2 separate regions of the Danio rerio genome follow, and region 2 is linked to region 1. The links are chromatin contacts, called in public HiChIP or PLAC-seq maps. All regions are on one chromosome and are shown on one strand. The core of a region is the stretch at or near the end of the contact, and the rest is flanking DNA. Distances in the headings are between cores, read along the strand shown. Region 1 holds the start of cc2d2a (coiled-coil and C2 domain containing 2A). Region 2 holds the start of tcp1 (t-complex 1).

Region 1 (3,436 bases), core at 682-3,181:
GTCAATGAAAAAGACAACAGCCAATCAGAGTCAGAATATCTGCAGTTGTTTTTTGCTCATTCAGTCATTCATTTTCCATCAGCTTAGTCCCTGATTTATCAGGGGTCACCACAGCGGAATGAACCACCAACTACTCTAATGCAGTGGATGCCCTTACAGCTGCAAACCAGTACTGGGAAATGGTTTTCACTCATTCATAGTGATTTAAAGACTATGTTTGCACCTTGATGCAGTTTTTTAGTCTGAATAGAATAAAAATACTACAAAATAATGTAAATATACTGTAAATACAACAGTTTTTTTAATCATATAGTTATATATAATTCTTATAAAATCTTATATAATGAGATTTGAACAGAGACTCTATTGGTTTTATTGTGTCGATGAGTCACTTCTTGTATTGTGAACTCAGTTTGTCATGGGAGAGTTGTTCTGTGGTCAGAGAAAAGCCATCTGGACTGTTCTGAGACCCGAAGCGGAACAAAAGATTTGTCAAAAAGTGCTCGTAAAAGATTATTATGAAGAAAAATCTGACATGTGTTGCATGGTTGATTTGAAAGCTCTTTTCCCTATCTTTATGGAAAGATGATTTTGTCAAGAAATATTTAAATACCTTAATGTACAGTTTTTACTGTATTTTACAGCACATCAATGTAGTGTTTTTCTGCGTTTTCTTCACATGAATAAGAGTATAATGGAGTGTTTTTGGAGTTGAGAAAAAATACATGAAAGCCAAAGCTCAGAAGGCAGAAAACACCCTTTTCTGAATTATGATTAAAACCATCTGAAGAGGATCAAATAACACACATCACAGAACATGGAAATATATACTCACCACATCAGGTCATTTTGCAATCTTTAGAAAAAAATAAAAATAAGATAAATAAATAAAAACTCAACAGCTTTACTGCAGATCTCCGTTGTTTTTCTGCTCAGTGTTTCTAAAAATACAGCAAATGTTTTTTTGTCCAATTTGTTTGTAACAACCAATGACTTCATGTTTTATAGTTCTTATGAGGGTTTTAGTAGGCTATGTGAGTAAAAGAGTATGACACAGTATTTTAAGTATATTCTATCTTTGTAATTTTTTATGGATAAAAAAAGATGCAAAATTGTTTCTTTTTCTTGAACACAAAATGCACACATATATGAAAGATTAAGCTTCATTCTTTCCAAAACATGTTTAGCAGGATAAATTCTATGGAGAATTTGCCCGCGTCTCATGCTTTTTTTTTTTTTTTTTTTTTTTTTTTAATATACGAAAATGAGAATATACAATCACAGGATGTTAACAAGAAATTGAAGAGACAAAAAGAACAACATTTTTGGAAAAAGAAATAACTACAGATAACAAAAAAATAAACAAACAAACAAAAAAAAAAAAACAGGAGGGGTAAATACATTACACGTTAAAGAAAAATATTATATAATTTACAAATTTCAGTTATTTTTAAAGCCTTTTTTGAGAAAGAGTTAGACACTGTTTCAAAGTAATACTGCATTTCAGTAAGCAAAATATTAAAAAAAGGTTTTTGGTTTGAAAATTTACATTTATGGATATAAAATTTTGTTAACAAGACAAGAAGATTAAGAAAATATGTTTTCTTTTTATGTAAAGCCCCCGTTCCATAATCAACAAAACCAAACAAAACATTCTCCCACAGCAAGGAAAATTCCTCATCAACATTCTCAATTATAAAAAGTAAGAAGTCTTTCCAAAGCAACCTAGAGTAATTGCATTGCCAAAATAAGTGAACCAGGGACTCAGGGTGCTGCCCACAAAATGAACAATTAATATTAATATTTTTTTATATTCATGCAGGATTGAGCTCGAGCTGCCGCGTGACGTATCCAGATTTGGGTGATTGACGGGCCTGTGGGCCAATGAGAACAAACGCTGACGTGAAAGGGATGATCCGGACGCAAACCGTATGTTCGGTTGTAGATTATTTACACCCGTTACCAGGCAGCGAGACGGCGCACGACGGTAAAGCTAAATACAGATTTATTACATTTACTAACTATTTCAGTGGAATAATTCTATAATCTGGAAAGTTTCTCTTTTGTCTTTTGAGCAGAATAATGTTTATTTCCTGCCTCGAGCGACTACAGTCTGCTGTTAATAAGAGATTTCGGCTAACGTTACTTTATAAAAGGCTGTTGCTAACTTTAACTTTACTCAACTAATGCTATGCAGTTTATCCCTCCATTATGAATGTTTTATTAACGAACCGTGTCATCCAGGAGCTGCTGTGAGGTCCACACTGAAGATCTGAGATGTATTGGGAAGATTTCTGACGTCAGTAACGTTTAATGCATAACGTTAGAGCACAATGTCATCGCCAGGGTAACTGTTAACATTAATCTGTTTTTATTTTTTACTATACGTTAACTTGAGTATAAGCTTAGAGCAATTCTGTTTTACGGCTGTTTCTAAGTTTAAGTTGTCCTGTTGTCCTCAGTGATGTACGAGAGAAAATAAAGAAGAAGAGGAGAGAACTGCAGGAGTCTTTAGGAAAAGTCAGGGATGATAAACAGGTAACAACAGAGTGCGGTATTTCTATGTTAAATATACTTACACTCACCGGCCACTTCATTAGGTACACCTTACTAGTATCGGGTTGGACCCCTGTTGCCTTCAGAACTGCTTTAATCCTTCGTGGCAGAGATTCAACAAATATTCGTGGCACTGCAAATATTCCTCAGAGATTTTGCTCCATGTTGACATGATAGCATCACGCAGTTGCTGCAGATTTGTCGGCTGCACATCCATGATGCCAATCTGCCGTTCCACCACATCCCAAAGGTGCTCTATTGGATTGAGTTCTGGTGACTGTGGAGGCCATTTGAGTAAAGTGAACTCATTGTCATGTTCAAGACACCAGTCTGAGATGATTCACGCTTTATGACATGGTGTGTTATCCAGAAGATGGAGACACTGTGCTCATAAAGGGATGGACATGTTCAGCAACTATACTCAGGTCGGCTGTGGCGTTGACATGATGCTCAATTGGTACTAATGGGCCCAAAGTGTGCCAAGAAAATCTCCTCCACACCATTACACCACCACTACCAGCCTGAACTGTTGATACAAGGCAGGATGGATCCATGCTTTCATGTTGTTGATGCCAAATTCTGACCGGACCATCCAAAATAGAGGTAAAGATGGTTTTATATTCAGACATTCTCCTTAATAATATAATTTCAAAAAAGTATTCTTTGCAAATTCTGAATAGGGAAATCATATTGGCAGCCAATGACTTTCAAAGTACAACATTGTTCACAGTGAATTAGATAGTGTTAATGTTGTTTAGAAGTATACTTGCATGCTACTTCCGATTGAATATTCAAAGAAACATGGTAAACAATATAGAGACTGTTTAATTAATGAATGTGAGAATATAAAACCAACTTTATCTCTATGCATCCAAATGTG
Region 2 (3,493 bases), core at 295-2,794, 210 kb after region 1:
GTAATTTACCATCACCCTGAGGCAGTTTTGCACAAAATATAAACCTATGTGATTACAAATTATTTACCTGACTATTCAAATCCTGCACTTTTGAATTAATAAAAACAAAATTGGGTAATTATAATGGGTTTCATTTTGTGTGGCCAGGAAGACATTTGCTTTTTGTAGCTTTAACATATATGAAAACACAGCCAGGAATTAATATAAACCTCTGCATAAACCGCTGATGTTTAATGAAGTATATTGCAGTTCTTTCTCTTCTGAAAAATCACAGTAAGAGCTCAGTGATATGACACAATGCATAAACATGCATTAAATACTCAGCAGTCTACATGTGTTTGTTGCCTCATTACAAACATATGCAGCAAAATTCACATTATACACAATAAATTAACAATAGACAAAATTAAACATACCTTATGTCTCTTCAGGGACGGAGCTGAATCATTTTTAATCCGTATATCCAGCATTTTGCGTTCTGAAGGCTGTGAAGAGATGAGATGCTGGCTGAACTCCATTTTGTGCAATATGTGATGAGTTGTTGTCCATCTGATGTTTCAATTCACAAAGTGTAAGACCTGTAAAGGACCAGATATGTTTTTGTTCTGATACACAATGGAATCCAATAGAGTATATTAACTTTTTTCTTCATTCTTTTATGATTTGACTGCTAAATCTCGATACATTACAGATTAAGCGAAGAGGTAGCACAGATCGTCACAGTTTTAGTATCCAGTTGTGACCTACTGGTTAGGGAGTTGGACTGGTAATAGAAAGGTTGCAGGTTTGATTCCTGGTTGGAACTGAAAAATGGACGTGCCTGACTTGCTTCTGTTAACACAATGTTGATGTTTCATTTTCCAAATTTGCCACACAACAGATCATTTTTATATACACACACCAGTTTTATAAGGAGTCCTAACTTTTTTCACGTGACTATATATTCTGTTGCGATTTCTTTTCTGGAAAATATGGCAGATTATTATGACACAAAGGCAAGTTTTTTACAGATCTGTATGTATGGGGTAGAATTGGGATTGGGCCCAATACTATTAAACAAATGAGCTGAATTTCTGCTTCACTCATGTCTAACTAATAATGATCTGATGGGTGTTTTGAGCTTAAATTTTACAGACACATTCTGGAGACACCAAAGACTTATATCTTGCAAAAGGGGTAAAATCAGAGACTTTCAAATTAGGTTTTAACTTGACGTCAATATGCATCCATCCTGTAGGGTGGCGGTAAACGCACCCAAAACCGCAATAAAACATCATAGAAGAAGAACAAAATGCAAACGGGGAAATGTAGTTTTTAATACGTCAAACAGTCTTTGTATTGATATGTGAGGTTACATACCTCTTTATGCACGTCGGTGTGCAGAGTTGAGTGTTTGTAGTGGTTCGGTGGCTCGTGTTTGTGTTTATTATGAACTGAGAGCAGCTCGTCACGATTGATCTGGAAGTTTCCACACGCGCCCCTCCCGCGCCCAGCCTACCCATAACCCACCGCGCGCGCCTCCATTCTTCTCTCCAGTCCAACATGTCCATGATAGACAGTCCGTTAAGCGTGCTCGGCCAGAGGACGACTGGCGAGTCCGTGAGGTCTCAAAACGGTGAGTTTGGAAGAGATCATAATTACCCGTAACATAACGCAGAGTCCGGGTGAACGGCCTGACGCAGCTGCTGTTTGAGCGGAGGAGCGGCGGCCGGTGCCGCTAGCAGCACGTGCGGCTTACTGGAACTACAGCGTTAACATTACTGATCTATAACACTGTAATGACGTTATAGACCTAAATATGTCATTGGAGTAAAGTTTTATATTCGCACATTTGAACTTTCTGCTTAATATAATTCCAGATATTATTTGAATATAGCATTGTTCACAGTCAATTACATGGTGCTAATGTTGTGTTGAAGTCATAATAATAATAGACATGATTTTTCAGACCAGATATTCAAGTTGGTAAACAATTCAAGCGGTATGAAATATGAAAATTCTGTTATTATTGACCTACTCTGGTTTCGACCCAATAACGTTATGCGTTTCATAGAGGTAAAGTCGGTTTTATTTTCGCACATTCGTTCATTTAGCAGTCTCTATATAGTTTATCATGTTACTTTGAATATTCGATTGAAACTAGCATGCAAGTAGGACTTCTAAACAACATAAACACTAGCTAATTGACTGTGAACAATTTGTATTTTGATAACGTCATTTGCTGCTAATAAGATTTACCTGTTCAGAATTTGTAAAGAATACTGTTCTGACTTTGTAATATTAAGGAGAATCTATCTATCTATCTATCTCTCTATCTCTCTCTTTCACTACATATATATATATATATATATATATATATATATATATATATATATATATATATATATATATATATATATATATACATACAACAGTTCTGTCTGGTTCTCGAAACTGATTGGTTGATAGCCGTGATATATTTAAGTAATATCAGCACCCGTACAGCCTCTTTACACTTTGTGTATTACTCCGCCCACATACAGCCAGCAAAAAGCCGACACTACAGATCTAAAGTGTAAAAGATGCCTGCTCAACTGTTTAACTGTCAGATTATGATTTGAACCCAAGGCGGAAGAAAGTAGTTCCTCTTACAAAAGGGTTTTTGAGACTCTCCATGTTTGGTTTTGTTTTTATATACACAATTATGCCGTCAAACTCGTAGCAGTGCGATATGGCTGTATATCGGCACTGGTGGGAGGTGTGCGTTGTGTCAACGCCACCACCAGTGCCGACATACAGCTATATCGCACTGCTACGAGTGTGATATATATATATATATATATATATATATATATATATATATATATATATATATATATATATATATGTATATATATATGTATATAAAATACACACATTTGTCAAAACAAACTTTTATTCCGGATGCAGTTAATTGATTAATCTTTGCCCAGCAGTAATTTTAACTTGTAAGCACAGTTCACAGAGCAGGTATAACTGAGCCATCTTCTGATGAATACTGTTAAATATTCACATGCTGATGTGTTTTACTGGTTCGTTTGCAGTCATGGCCGCTGCATCCATTGCTAACATCGTGAAGAGCTCTCTCGGTCCCGTCGGATTGGACAAGATGTTGGTGGACGACATCGGAGTAAGTTTAAGCTTGTTTCCTCCTGTCTGAATAAGCCATGATGTTTACTGTTACATGCCAGATCATCTGTCTGATGGAAAACATCAGGAGTAGTAGTGCAGTACAAAAATTACATTTATTATAGAAAACCCCAAAATGGCAGTATTGATTTAGTTGAGGATGCATTGTTTAATAATCATCGAAGTTATTACTTATACCCCCGGTTTCACAAACAAGGTTTAAAGCTAGTCAAGATTAAATTGCATGTTTGAGCTGTCTCAACTCAAAATAACTTGTTGTGAGATGTCAGTGTCATTTATTTATTTTTTTGTCTCCTGGTGCACACCAGTAATATTTTTCTAAGGC

What was found. HiChIP or PLAC-seq counts read pairs in DNA pulled down with a chosen protein or histone mark.
Region 2: a contact with region 1 is called in an H3K4me3 HiChIP or PLAC-seq map of gastrula embryo, with 2.8 times the contacts expected there. The contact joins the promoter of tcp1 here to the promoter of cc2d2a in region 1. A contact is called at or near these places in 2 of 4 datasets of contacts at active chromatin or transcription factors (embryo and gastrula embryo).

The regions. Positions count from the first base shown.
Region 1 is chr23:2,296,847-2,300,282 of GRCz12tu, forward strand. It overlaps cc2d2a (coiled-coil and C2 domain containing 2A), which reads left to right and starts at 1,932. Exons shown (of 39, transcript XR_012398922.1): 1 at 1,932-1,987; 2 at 2,245-2,347; 3 at 2,463-2,538. It overlaps c1qtnf7 (C1q and TNF related 7), which reads left to right. Exons shown (of 4, transcript XR_012398925.1): 4 at 1-862.
Region 2 is chr23:2,511,088-2,514,580 of GRCz12tu, forward strand. It overlaps tcp1 (t-complex 1), which reads left to right and starts at 1,545. Exons shown (of 12, transcript NM_131230.1): 1 at 1,545-1,615; 2 at 3,063-3,148. The coding sequence starts at 1,549.